2 separate regions of the Anas platyrhynchos genome follow, and region 2 is linked to region 1. A link is a contact called in public Hi-C data. All regions are on one chromosome and are shown on one strand. The core of a region is the stretch at or near the end of the contact, and the rest is flanking DNA. Distances in the headings are between cores, read along the strand shown.

The links. Hi-C and Micro-C count contacts between places; a contact is called where the count stands out from the background.
Region 2: a contact with region 1 is called in a Hi-C map of subcutaneous adipose tissue, with 1.8 times the contacts expected there. The contact joins two enhancer-like sites. A contact is called at or near these places in 2 of 8 Hi-C or Micro-C datasets (skeletal muscle and subcutaneous adipose tissue).

Annotation. Positions count from the first base shown.
Region 1 is chr18:8,694,209-8,701,002 of IASCAAS_PekinDuck_T2T, forward strand. The region is part of intron 1 of RXRA (retinoid X receptor alpha); the gene reads right to left. Among named protein-coding and RNA genes, the nearest start is that of RXRA, 55 kb to the right of the region's middle. Within about 2 kb of position 5,288, at least 6 of the 8 cell types and tissues checked have an H3K27ac peak or open chromatin away from gene starts, as enhancers often do.
Region 2 is chr18:8,741,848-8,748,603 of IASCAAS_PekinDuck_T2T, forward strand. The region is part of intron 1 of RXRA (retinoid X receptor alpha); the gene reads right to left. Among named protein-coding and RNA genes, the nearest start is that of RXRA, 7.2 kb to the right of the region's middle. Within about 2 kb of position 4,339, at least 4 of the 8 cell types and tissues checked have an H3K27ac peak or open chromatin away from gene starts, as enhancers often do.

The DNA of each region.
Region 1 (6,794 bases), core at 4,038-6,537:
ACGTCCCCACGGACAGGGCCCGCGGTCCCCAGGGGCCTGGCCTCACGTGGGCTCTGGCAGGATGTTGATAGAAGATAACCGCCGGCCCTCGCGTCACCCGCGGCAGGATGACGTGCGTGCGGCGCACCAGGAACCCCGGGAAATTCCTCCAGCTTTCGGGGTCTGGTCCCGAGGTTTAGCACACCTGGACCGTGCTCCCCACTTCTCTGCCTTTTGGATTTTTTTATAGGGCTTGGAGCAGGGCTTGGCACCACCAAGTACTCCGGGGACCCGGGATGTGGGCTGCGCTCCTGTCCTTTGCTCCCAGGGGCAGAGGGGAATGGGTGAAATTTATTTTGCAGTGGGCTGTGCAGCTGGGCATGGGGACCCCACCAGCCTTTCTCCGGAGGAGCCACACCAACACCAGAAGCTGTGGAGCGAGGCGATGGACAGGGCTGGAGATGCCCTGGGATGAGTCTGAGGATGGATGCGCCGGGTCCCCGGCCCCAAAGGTGCACGGAGGAAGCAGGCACTTGACCTGGCAGCGGGGGAAAGGAAGCGCCCCACGGCCGTGCCTTTCCCATCTCCTCAATATCTCAGGCAGCGAAGCAGGCGAGGTCAGGGGCGGGTTACTGGCGACCAGCCCGTGCCTACTCGAGCACATCAGAAAGCAAAGCACGTGCGGGGCCTCAGCCACTGTCCCGGCACCTCTCCCGAAATCAGGTCCCCCCGAGCAGGAGGGGGGAGCAGCTCCCCAGCCCGCGCCCCCCGCCCGGCCCCCTGCACCCATCCTGTTTACGCGCTTCCCCCGGCAAGCAGGCGCATTCCCCCGCACCCACTGAGGAACTGGGTGTGCTGCCGACGGCTGGCGTGGAGAAACACGGCCAGGCAGCAAAGAAAAAAAAAAAAACACAAGGAGAGGTGGGGAGGAGGAACCTCGCACGCCACAGAGAAGCGCTTTAGGCACGGGTGTGCGTTTGGGTGTGTTTTCACCCAAATCCCATAGGAGAATGTTCCGAAGTCTGGAGCAGAGCGCTGCGATTCGAGCACCTTGAGCACCCAGAAGTTTTCCCTTCTCACCCAAAAGCTTCCCCATCACTGCGGTGGGGAGCATTTGCCTCTGATTGCAGCCCTCGTGTGCGCACCCGGCTGGAGGAAAATCAGGGAGACACGGCTCCGAGCACCCCGTGGCTAGCAGCTGCACTTCCACGCAGGACTCCTTCCTAGGATGCTAAAATCCTGGCAGCCAGGCTGAGGAACTATCCTTCATCTCAACAAACTCAAGCAAAAAAAACACCTAGGTTGAAGGTCTCTGGAGCGAACCGGGGAAGGTTTTTTTCCCCGGTGCCATTTCGGCTCGAGCAGCGCGAGGCTTCCCACTTTCCTTGCGGAGTTTTGCTGTTTGAAGCTGCTGTGTGTGACTATCTCTTGACCAAAATAAACTCCGTGCCTGTTTCTAAATACAAAAAAAAAAAAAAAAAAAAAAAAAGTTCCCTAAGCATTTCCCCTCCTGCCGCACCCATAAATTGCAGCTATTTTCTCTGTGCGGCCTTTGTTTAAACACAACGACCTCTATATATCTTACGAGATGCCCCATGGCAGTTGGGAGATCAGAACCGAGCGCTGCTCAGCAGCTGAGGAATTTGCAGGGAAGCTCTTTTCCTTCTCCGAACGACGAACCCGCGAGCCACAGAATTTGGAGGGGAATTTTCCCAAAGAAGAAGACCTTCGGGGCAGCCCATGCGCTCCACTGACAGCAGTGGGGTCACGGAGCCGTGTGTGTGCTCTCAGCTCTCCTCCACGGCCGAGGAACTTCCTTTAGCTCTGCCCGAGGAATTATTTCAGCTCCAGCCTCTGCAGGGAGCGATCCGGCCTCGAGACCAGGAGCCTGACCCTGGTTTTGGCCAGCAGGGTGCTCACCGCAGCCCTCCACAACACCGCTTCTGGGTGCCACCACCCCTGCTTCACGGGTGGGGAAACTGAGGCACAAGAAAGCCTCCGGCCTGCTCCTTGACACCCATTTCTGCAGGAGCAGCAGGAGGCTGAGGCCGAGGAGGAACCCGGCCGGCACCAGCAGGGCACGGCGTCCGCGACCTTCCCCAAGGTCACGAGGGAAACCGGAGCCAAAGCCCGGAATAGATCCTGGGGACGGCAAGACCCAGGCTAGCATCTCGGCCGCTCAATCAACCTCCCCTGTAATTTATTATTATTTTTTTTTTCCATCCTCCTGGCTCGGCGCCAGGCAGCACTCCTTCGCTATTATTAATTTTCAATACGGCAAGGAAAAATCTCCCAAAAACATTTGTCCCCATTCCCATCCCGCGGCGCCGGCCGCTCCGCTGTCTTAAGCAGCCCGGGAGCTTTGCAGCCTCTAGGAGAGAGGCGATTTGAACCCTCCCAGCCCACAAAACGTCCCGCAGCAGAAACAATTACAACAGCGCAGGGGGGATTTTTTTTTTTCCCAGGATAGCTCCTTTGTACCAGAATGAACCGTACCAGCAGAAGCTTTCGCCCCTATAATCTTCATTTCTGCCTAAGAGGCTTTGCCAGTAAAACTACAGTGACCCAGCTCTGCTGGAAAACCTTTTCTAGCCTATCCCGGGTGCTGAGGGGAAGCTCAAAGCTGTGTCTTGAGTCACCCAGAGGAGAAGAAGCCGCATTTCTCTGTGGCCGAGGCGTCAGAGCCAGGCATGTGCCCGAGCGGGGCCCCGTGGCTGTGGCTGGGGGAGAGCCCCAGCTGAGGCCAGCTGAGATTCAGAAAGGCGCCCACACCCCCCGGGTTTCCGCTATTTTATTTTTTTTTTTTTTTTTCTCAGCATCTCTTCCTCCTTAATCAGCAAGAAGATCAATTCTGGGTATTGCACAGCAGGAAATTCTAAATTTGGGCGGCCGCTCCCTTCCGCAGCGCAGCCCTGGGCGCTGCGGGGCCGCGCTCGGAGAGGGGCGAGGAACTAGCAGCAGGGACCAGGTTTTTGGAAACCTCCTCCCTGGTGCTGGGGCTGGCCAGGTGCAAAGCCCCGCCAGCCAAAGAAAGGCACGGGAACCCGCGAGGAAATGCAACGTGCCGAGTGCTGTTCCTTCTTCTGGTGCCTCTGCGGGTGGCGAGTTTCCCTGAACGCACTCGGCAGTGAAATCCCTGCCCGTCTGCTCTCATTCCTGAAAAGCCGTGCAGAGATTTCCTTGTTCCTTGGTTCCTCCCACCCCAGGAACCTCGGCTGTGGAGGTGTCCGGGCAGGAACCGATTGACCCCAGTTTTCACCTAAAAACTGCCATGGGAATGCAGCGACCACAAGAGGTCAGATCCTCGCTTTTGTCCCCAAAAGGGACGGTGCTCCCAAAGGGGGAAGGAGCAGTGCTTACGGCACAAGATTTTCAACAGCCCCTGGCCTACGCTCTGAAGTTTGCTCTGAATTTACACCAGTGTGGCTGGGAATGGTCACATCCCTGCCCGCCCTGAGCCTGCTGCTCCCCAGGACCAGCCCCATCCTGCGATGTTCCCCAGGCACCAAGGCCAGGGCACCTTTGGGCCACCTGCCCCAGAGCTCTGCGACCTCAGCTCAGAGCTTGTAAGAAGGAAAAGGCAGCCAGGAAGGACAAGAGACGCCCACAGCACAAAACACTCTGTGGTTTTGCACCTAGGGAAACTCTCAGCAGCTCACTCAGCCGTGCAGAGGGACGGAGCAAGAGCGCAGCCCCTACAAATCCCAACAGGGCTGGACGTGGGAACGCTCTGGAGATGCCCTGGGGCCAGCCCCAGGCACTTCGCCCAGCCAGGAGAGGAAACCAACCCCTTCCACCACCCCCCAGGCACACGGCAGAAGGATATCCCAAGGCACCAGAAGACGCAGCTGCCTGTTTTCCCCAACTCCTTCCCAAATTTGCTGCCACGTGCATCCCGCTACCAGTGCACCAGTGCCGAGCGTTTCTGTAAGGCTCTGGCTGCTGGAACCGTGTGGCTTCACCAAAAAGTCACTTGAATCTTTTTTTCTTCCAGGCCCTCTCTACGTCTCCACACAGGAGAGCACACGGAGATGTTTTTTTTTCTGGCGGGTGTAAGGAAATCACGGCTGGCCTCTGCGCCCTAGGGTCCCGGCGCGGTTCCGCAGGCGCCCTCGGTGCTTTCCCCCGGGGGCGAGCAGCTCGGTTTCAGCCTCTCTCTGCTCCGGGTGGGTTCCTCCTCGCTGCAGGCTTTCACTTTGACCAAACGACAACCTCAAAGCCACACTCCAGCCCCGACCTCCCACCGAAAGCCACAAGGCCCCTGCAAAGCCAGACGGGGTGCGGGGTGCGTCCTGGAGCTTTGGGACCCCCCTGGGGTCTCCTTGCTGGGTTTCCCCGGGCTGGAGGAGGCTCACAGCATCCCCGTGGGGTGCAGCGCTGCCTGCGTACCAAGGGGAAGAAGCCCCAAAGGATCCCACTGTGGGCCACGGAGAGCAGGGGGCTGGGGCTCTGCAAGGCAGAACCACTCCATCTCCATCCCATTAATCCTCTCCTCTGCCCTGCGGACACATCAGCCCTCCCCTCCCACCTCCCTGGGGGTGAGCGAGGGCTTGCCAACGCTCACAGCTTTTGGTAGCCCATGGGGGCCCTGCTGGGAGATGCTCACCGCCCTTGCACCCCATTTTCTGCTGGAGCCCCCCCTGGACTGCCCAAGCATCCTCACCTTGTCCTCAGCAGGGCTCATTTTACACTTTTTTTTTTTTTTTTTTTTTTGCCTTAAAAACCCACGGAGAGCCCCGCGAGAGCGCAGCCTGGCTCCCGCAGCCACCGGCCCAGCCACGAGCCCCGCGGGGGCCGTCCCCGTCTCCGAGGGGGGGAGGACTCGGAGAGGAATTTTCCAGAAGCAGCTCTCCCCGCGAGCCGCCGTGTCACCGGAGGAAACGCTTACCAACGCCTCTTCCTCCGCCACGAGCCCTCCCCGGCTTCCTGCCCGCTGCGCCCCCGGCCCCCACCACTCGCGGGGACCCGTGGCAGCCCCTCAAATTTATTTCGGTTCGCATCCCCCCCCCCCCAGCTCCCCGACACACACGGGGCAGCCTCTGCGCCCTCCTCCGCGGGTGCCGTGGGTGGAGGAGGCGAAAGCAGGAAGCGTGAGCAAGCGGGCGAGCGTGCCAGATGGAAAGTGTGAGGGGTCCCCGCCAGGGAAGGGAAAAGGGGGGACCTGTGGGGGGGAGACGGGGTGGGTGCAGCGGGCTGCGGGCTCTGCCCGAGCCTGGGAAGGGGGCGGAGGGGGAGGGAAGGAGGGGTGCACCCAGGCAAACAAGGGATTCTGCTGAGAAAGCAAATGTGACTCAATCACACGCTTGTGCAAAGATGTCACAACAGCCCTGAGAAATTGCAGGCTCCTGTTTCAGCCCCGGAGGGCCAGCGCCGCCGTCCCCGCGCTCACAATGCGCTCTGTGCCGCTGTCAGCGCCCCTAATTTACTGCCTGGGAACCCGCTGCAGGGCCAGGCAGTGAGAAGGGGCAGCGAAGTGCCGGCTGCCCAGGGCACCGGGAAGGCAGTGGGGCTGCACGGGCTTTGCTGGAGGACTCGGCGTGGCGGCTCCTTGGAGCTCATGCCCTCGCAGGCAGAGGCAGCCCCACGAGCTCTGGGGCGCAGGAGCCGGCCAGGGCCCAGCTCGCTGCCCAAAAATGCCACAGGAAAGCTCTGGCACCCCCGAAAAGGAGCTTTGGGCACCCAGACGTCAGCACCGAAGCACAAGTGCTGAGCCCCCATGGCTGTTACCATCCCCTGCCCAATCGGTGCAGCCAGAATGGCAGCAAGAGCTGCCAAAGAGGAAGAAAATCAGTGAGGATGGAGAGCTGCACCCGGGGACCCTGCAGCCCCCGGCCCTCCCCGATGGGTATCACCAGCACGGGCATGCGGTGGCACAGGAGTGCTCCCCCTCTGCCTGTCCCAACCAGGGCTCTGCTGGCCAAGGAGCCATCCTCATCCTCATCCTCATCCTCATCCTCATCCTCACCCTCCCCGGCACACGCTGACCTTCACGTCCCCCCCCGACTTTGTCCCGTTCTCCAAAAGGAGCACGGTGAGAGCGAACGCGCAGTGGTCCCGCAGGTTGCTGGAGCTCATTATGGCCTTTTAATTACATTCAATTGCAGTTTTATGGGCTTACGGGCAAATTGGAAGTGATCTAATTGTCCTTGAGGGGGTGCTACGCTCTGAGCTATGAAAAACCAAGCAGGATCCAGAGAGAGATGCAAGGGGAGCTTGAAAGCATTAGGCTCGTTCCAGCAGAGAAAAGGAGAAGTTTTGTATCCAGCCGAACCCCCTGGGGCCCATGACAACGAGCTGTGTGCCTGGCACGTGCTGGGCATCGCCTCTGTCCCCTCTGTCCCCCCAGCTCCCCTGGTGCATGGAGAGATGGGTGACAGAGCAAGCAGCCCTTGGCCTGCCTCCGTTCTCCGGGGGGGAGCCCCTGCTCCAAACCCCAAATCCTCCTCTCCAAAGTGAAGGGAGAAAAGGAGGAAAAGAGCACGATGCAGCCAGGCTGAGAGCTCTGATTGAGGGGGCTTTTGGATGGAGAGCATCCTGCTTTGGGACGTCAGCTGAAGGGGAGGATGCTGCTGGTGCTGCCCGGCTCCCACGGAGGACAAGAAGCACGGGGTCCTGCCCGAGGCGGGTTTGCGCCCCTGGCCTGATCCTACAAACCGAAGGCAAACCTAGCCCAGCTCTCCCCAGCTCCCCCTGCCCGGCCCTGGGCTCGGCACGCACCCTCCCCTCCTGCAAACAGATCACTTACAGGGGTAAGGCTGCTCCAGGGGCAAGCCAAGCACCCGAGCCCCGCACAGCCTTAACCCTTTAGCAGTGCG
Region 2 (6,756 bases), core at 3,089-5,588, 47 kb after region 1:
GCTGGCGGAGAGCAGCCTGGGGGCTCACCTGCAGCCTCTCCACGTGCCCAGAGCTGCATTTTGGGGGATCCCCACTGCACACGTGGGCTGGGAGCCCCAAAGTCCCGCTGCTCCTGCAGGGATGCAGGCAGGCAGCTCGGCTCTCCAAGGTTGTCTGCGAGTCCTCTTTCGCCAGGGCTACACATACCATTTTTTAAAAGCCGGGTGATGTAATCAAGCAGTATTTATAATGCTGAAAACATCCCAAAGCTCCATCTCTTCCAGCTCCCAAGCACACTGTGTACTCTTAATAAAATAATTGCAGTGATGAATAGCCCCTTATAACATTCCTCTTCTGCAGCTACTGACAGGGCCAAGAGCTCGGATGGAAAAATCTTTCTCCCAGCGCTCCCTCAAGGTGCTCTCCGGATTTCACCTTTCCACAGCCAAACAGACGCTGAAATTCTGGAAAACATTTTGTCCCCGTGCCGAGCTGTCACACCGAGCGTTTCAATCCCATTCTGAGATGTGAACGACAAGCTCCTGCTCCCCCAGCCCGGCCACGTCATTGTCTTGATGACAAAGTCAGCAAATTGCAAAAATCCCAGACCTCAGGCACGGCGCCGGGACCCCCCAGCGCCCTCGGTGCCGAGCGCTGACCCCGCAGCCCCCAGCCCCACGGAGGGGGGCTCCATCCCCTGGTTCTGAAATAAGACTGGGGATTAAACCGTTTGTTTGCAAGCCCTCACGTGCCCGTGATTTCCCCGCTAATTAACTACAAGACAGGCCAATGTGGTTTTTTTTTGGTAGAGTCACTTCTATTATTAATTTGCGACCTGCGTTCGAGCAGGGAGCTGGCTGGTTTCCCTCTTGCCAGCTGAAGCTTCCCTCCCCGTGCAGGGCTTTTATTCCCAGCCAGGGAATTAAAAAAAAAAAAAAAATTCCTGAGCCCAGGAATTCCCACCCAGGGCCAGATCCTCCCTCTGGGTGCTCTGCACCACACCAAAGTCTCTCTGCTCCCAAAACCTTACAGCAGAGCAGCGGGGACGATGCCAGCCGGGGTCTTGCACCAGGTCACCCAGGGGAAGTCGGTGACAGCAAGGGACGTGAGACAAATGCCCTGGTGCCAAGAAGGGGAGCTGGAGGGGGTTTGGGGCGGTTTGGGGAGGTGAGGAGCAGCCTCCCCACCAAGTGAGAAATCCCTGCCCTGCGACACCTCCTGCGCGCACCTGGAGGCCTTGAAACCTCACCGCAGAAACCGGCACCCGGCCTGGCAAACAGCAGCAATGAGAAAAGCAAAGGCCAAAAACCCCTCCCGGATTAAATCCGCATCTCCTGACCCTACAAGCAGCAGGGAAAGCCGCCGGCAGGGCGCTGCGTTGCCGTGTCTCTCACAGCAAGACCCCGCTGCCGCCCCCCTCCCCGTCAGATGCTCTGAGCCGGCTTTGGGCGCGTGTTTGGATAAAGTCTCCGACTTTGCAAACAATAGGTATCAGCTGGCCTGGGGCCAGGCTATCTCGGGCAGGGATCACGGCTAAGCCTTCCTAAGTGCTTAAACGGGGGCCTGCAGGTAATTGTCCCCGCAGCCTGACCTCTTCCCCCGGCGGTGACGACCTCCGGTCCTAAGGCGGCTCTGGGCGCACAGGACACTTCGCCAGGGCAAGGGATTTAGGGCTGACGGGTGGCAGGATGGCTTTCAGCACCAGCACCACATCCCAAGCTCTGCTCTCTGTCATGGGATTGAGAACCCTAATGCCCCCCTCAGAGCTGCCAGGCACCCCATAACCGCTCAGGGAGAGGCACAAAGCATTAACACCGCAGCGTGCCCAGCCAACAGCCCGCAATTTGCTTCGGTGTGCAGAAAGTTTCGCCTTCCGACAGGTTTACCCTAACAGGAAGGGAGCCTGGGTGGCCCGGGGAGGTACAGGAAACCCTTTTCTCCCATGCTCATCGTTCTGTTTCCTCTGGATTTCTTTAACCTTTCACACTGGGCCTGATGGATGCCTGCAGATGGATTTTTGCAAGCGGGCACTTTCCTGCGGCGCAGCCTCGGTGCCCAACCACAGCAGCGCTTGCAGGGAAGCCTCCTCCAGCACAGCAGGGTTTGCAGGGGCACACGCATCCCTCAGTGCCACGTTTGGACCCTGGGGACATCACATCCAAGCAGGACGCTCGCAGTCGGAGGCTGCACTGAGGTTTGAAGGACCCGGACTGAATTCCCCCCCCCACCCCAGCCGAGGGGGAACGGGGCCGCAGCCTTAATCTCACCTAAAGGGCCTCTTGGGTGGGAAGATTAGCAGCTTGTTTCCACCCTGGGAGGAATCTCGGCGGGCGCAGGAGGAGCGAGATGTCAGACAATGTCAGGAAACGTATCAGCTTCCCAGGAGCTAATGGGGGGGGAACGTGCCTGTGCCGAGGTTAAAGGCTCCGGGGCAGCGTCTGAGCACTGAGCCAGACAGACCCCGGGAGCACAGAAGGCAGCGCCGAGCTCAGGGGAAGGGGAAGGACTGGGGCAGATGGTTAGGGACGGATCCCATGCGTCCAGACCTCCAATTTGGGGTGTTTTTAACCCAGCTCTGCACCCATCCATCCATACCCAGCACAACGCTGCTGCGGGGAAAACCTCTGCATGGAGACACAGGGCCCCCAGCCCCAAGGGACACCCACACAGAGCCACCCCTCAGGCTGCCACCACCCAGCCCAGGGAGGAAAATAGAAGAGACAGCCCCAAACGAGCCCGGAGAGCTGCTCTCGGGCTCTTTTCCACTGCGCTGGGCAGGTGACCGCCGGGAGCCACCCGCTCGCAGCGCTCCCCGAGCCCCGCGCTGCCGCAGAAGGGCAATGAAGTTGCAAAGGTTATCGTTTCCCTGTTCGACTGAGCATAAAAATCCTGCTCGGAAAACAGAAAAGGGAAAAAGCAGGAGGGGACTGGCAAGGCGGCGGGGAGGAGAGGGGCCTGCACGGCCCGGCAGCCCCAGAAACACCTTGCCCAAGGCGAGGGAAAGGGCACGGGGGCTCAGGCCAAACCAACACGTTTCCATTTCGGAGGAGTTTCTAGGAAAATAAAGGCTAAGTCTGTTATAAAAGTTTATCTGCGTGTGCAAGAGAGAGAGCGCACGCCTGACTACGGTATAGAGATGTCATTATTTTCATGCATCTGCCTTACCCAATTTTATTTAGTTGCTTTCTGCACCATTTCATGCTCATTCTGCTGCTGAGCTAGACAATTGCTTTATAACTCTAGGGTGCAATTTCACTGTCTGTGAGCCACACGCACGCACACGGGGGCTGTGCGGGGATGGAGCAGGGAGCTGCACCTCCCTCCTTCCCTCCCCACCCTGGCGGCTGGGGTTGAAACGTTTCAATAAATAAAAAAAAAAAATCAAAAAAGGAGAGAGAAAATTAAATTAAAATGCTAAGCGACTGTCTCTAACGTGTTACAAACCAAGGAGTGTGTCGGGGTGGGGAGCAGACCCTGGCAGAAGCAGCTCCCCATCAGGAATTAGGAGGATGAACGGGAGGGCAATTCTCTCTCACACTACGTGGGTGCGGAGACAGAGCCCGGCAGGCTGCAGGGCAGAAGCACTGAGCCTAACGCTGGGGTTTTAGGATCGATTGGAAGTCCCACTCGAACAAGTGCAGGTCAAAAGGCAGGGCTGGCTCTGCAGGTGCAGCGCTCCGAGACAGCGCTCTCCAACTCGCCCCAGCTCCCCATGCCTTTGCAAGGGGCTGGGTGTCCCCAGAGGGTCCCAGCTCTGAGCCGCCAGCCCCACGGGGTTGCCAGGAGGGGGTGGGGGCTCCAAAAGCAGCCCCACCACCGTGCACGACCCCGCCGTGGTGTGAGCAAGCACGACCTGGTGCTGATACACCGTTATCTGCCGCCAGCCGGGCCCTGCGGCACCGCGTTAGGGGCCACCGCTCCTCCGCTGGGGGGCTGAGCCTGCAGCTTCCCCTGCCCGATAAAGCCTCTCCTCTGCCAGAAACGGGGCTCCAAAAGGAGAAGGGGGGAGAGGAGGGGGTGTTCCAGCAGCCTGCTGAGGAAAGGGGGCCTCTCCCCGTGCCATTTCGCAGAACCCCTACCCAAACGCGGGTCCCCACGGCGCACGGTGGTGAAGCCACAGCGCCCACAAGCCGCCTGCCCCGGTCCCCCCGGATCCGTAGCAGCTTCCCCAGCTGCGTGAGCTTTCCCCGGGGCCTCTCCTGCTGCTCCATCGCCCTGCTCCTTCCTTCCTTCCTCCTCCACCACTGTCGCTCTCAGAGCGAGTCTCCGGCGCCGCACGGGCACAGCCTGCCTGCCTGCCGCCGTCACCTCCTCATCTCCTCAGCACATCTCGGCTCGCCCGTGCCAGCCCCGTCTGCCCCGCTCCTTCCGCTCTTGCCTCACCCGCTTGCCGTTGCCTCACCGCGTCTCGGTAATGGGTACGTAGGAGACGCGCTGCCCACAGCCAAATCGTATCGCGGCAGCCCACAGAGTTCACAGCGAAAACTTTCCAGCGCTTACGAGTCGGCCAAAAATGGAAAAACAATAATCAAACGGGGCTGCCTCGGCGCTCAGAGCCACGCAGCCAGCTGAAACTAGACAGGGCATCCGTCCCTAATGCGTTCCTGGCAGCCCCAGCACAAAGGATTTGCTCCGGAGCTCAGCGGGGCTGTAAACCTCCAGGCAAGCGGGCGGTGGGGCTCTGGGGCTGCCCCTTGCCTCCCCCCATCCTGCTCCCCTCTTTTTTTATTATTATTATTTTTGAAGTCTGTAAAAGCCAAAACTCCACAAAAGAGGAGGCCACGAGAAGCAGTGACCAGATGGGCATCCCGTTACCGTTTTAGTGGTGACAAATCCCAGCGCTGCTGCACCTTTTGCCTCCTGGCCCCGCAGCGATCTCGCACCCGATTCAGCGCCAGGAAGGGGTCAGGGCTCAGCCAGGACCCCCAGCTCAAACACTCAGACAACACGATGGGAAGCCCACCCGACAGACCCAGCACTGCCAGGGCTTGGAGAGCCCCTGGCAGCCCCCAGGACATTTTGTCACAACGGTCACCAAAGCCGCTTCTGCCACCACCGACAGCACAAAATTGGGCACAGGGAAGCCGTGCACAGGAGGCGGGCAGTAGGGGCACCAGGGGGAGATTGGGGGGCACTGGGTGAGAGAAGGAGGGAGGAAGAAGGATGTAAGCCCTGCTCCAGATGCTTCGTAAAACCAAAATTTGGGGTGTTTCTTCTTTACGCACTGCTTTGGAGCACCCGGCCCGCACACACACCACAAGCGGAGGCTTTTCTTCGCTCCCAAAAATCAGCTTGGTTTGGCTACCGAGAGCTGGGACCTTCAAGTGACCACACGAGCACCCCTCAATGGCATCCCCACAAGTGCCAAAACCCCCCAAAAAAACCTACAATCCCAATCCCTTCTCCCCAGGGCCTGCCTCAGTTTCCCAGCCCACCACTCCCGAGACATGAACAGGGCCAGGGGCAGAAGCACGGCCCCGAGGTGCAACCTTGAAACTTTTATTGTCAATCCCAATAAAAAAAAAAAAAAACATTTTGTGCTTACGAGTGGTCTGTTTGAACAGGATTATTTTTTAACTCCACGTTAAACAAGATTTCAAAGGAGGAGAGCAGCGTTTGGGCTCAATTTGAACTCTTCCCTCCCTTTCTCCTACGGGAGCTGTCGTTCCCTGTTTATTTCAGAAAACACCCTCCATTTTGAAACGCTGCCTTCCCAAAATAAAAACTCAGGTTGTTTCGCTGACTTTTCTCTGCTTTCTTCTGAGCAAAAACACTCTCAGAAAAGGCAAGTTCCCACAGCCAGTTTCCATTACAACGAGAGGGCATTTTCCGAGGCTAAATTGCATCTGTCTGAAAATCTTCAAGCAGTTTGAGCCGGCTGGCATGTGTGGGGAGATCCTTCTGTAGGGCTTTTTAAATCCTTATTTGCAATATTATTTTGTCTGCTTCGCGCTGCCTTGATGTTGTGAGCAGCCTTTGGAGAGACACAACCACTCCTCCCTCCTCCCCTGTCCTCCCTCCAGGCACACGCTTTGCTTTGAGGAGGAGGAGAAGAGAGAAATAAAACAAGAGACAAGCAAAGAGGGGGGAAAACGTCAGAAAGCTGCTTTTTTGTGTGCGTGTCAAACGTTCAAAGTTATCCCGGAGTCTAGGCTTTAAACGTAATAAAATACAGCTACTCCTGACAAAATCAATTAAAATAAAACCACCCAGGCTGCCTCCCTCATGCTTTGTAGTTGGGCTGACTTGGGAGAGCCCACCTGGGCCTTTTAGGAAGCAATTACGGGGCTGCCGGGTCGGATCCTGCTCCGCCAAGCACCCCTCTGCCTGGCAGCACCGCGGGGAAAGACCCAGCTCCGAGGGAAGCGACGACGGCTGCGACACGGGGAGAGGCGCTGGGGCTGGGAGCCAGCCATCAGGATTAATTAGAGCCCAATTAGGTTACCCAGCTCCCAGGGAACAGCCCTGCAAGAGCCGGCGCTTTGCCGGCAGCGATTCGAGGCAGCTTTGGTTACACCAGGCTGGTGGCAGGGACCCGCTTGGCATCGCCACCACCTCCTGCTGCCCCAGCACCTCTGGCAGCAGGGGCTCAGGACGTTTAGGACATTGAGAGCAGGAATCATTCCATGATTTCAGGCTATCAAGAGCCTCGGGGGAACCCCCTGCACGCCCCGAGGCGCCAGGATGCTCAGAGCACCAAGCACACTGCGACACAGGGCATGGCCCAAAACCCAAACCCCTGCCCCATGGTGCCGACAGCTCCGCTGTTTGTTTTT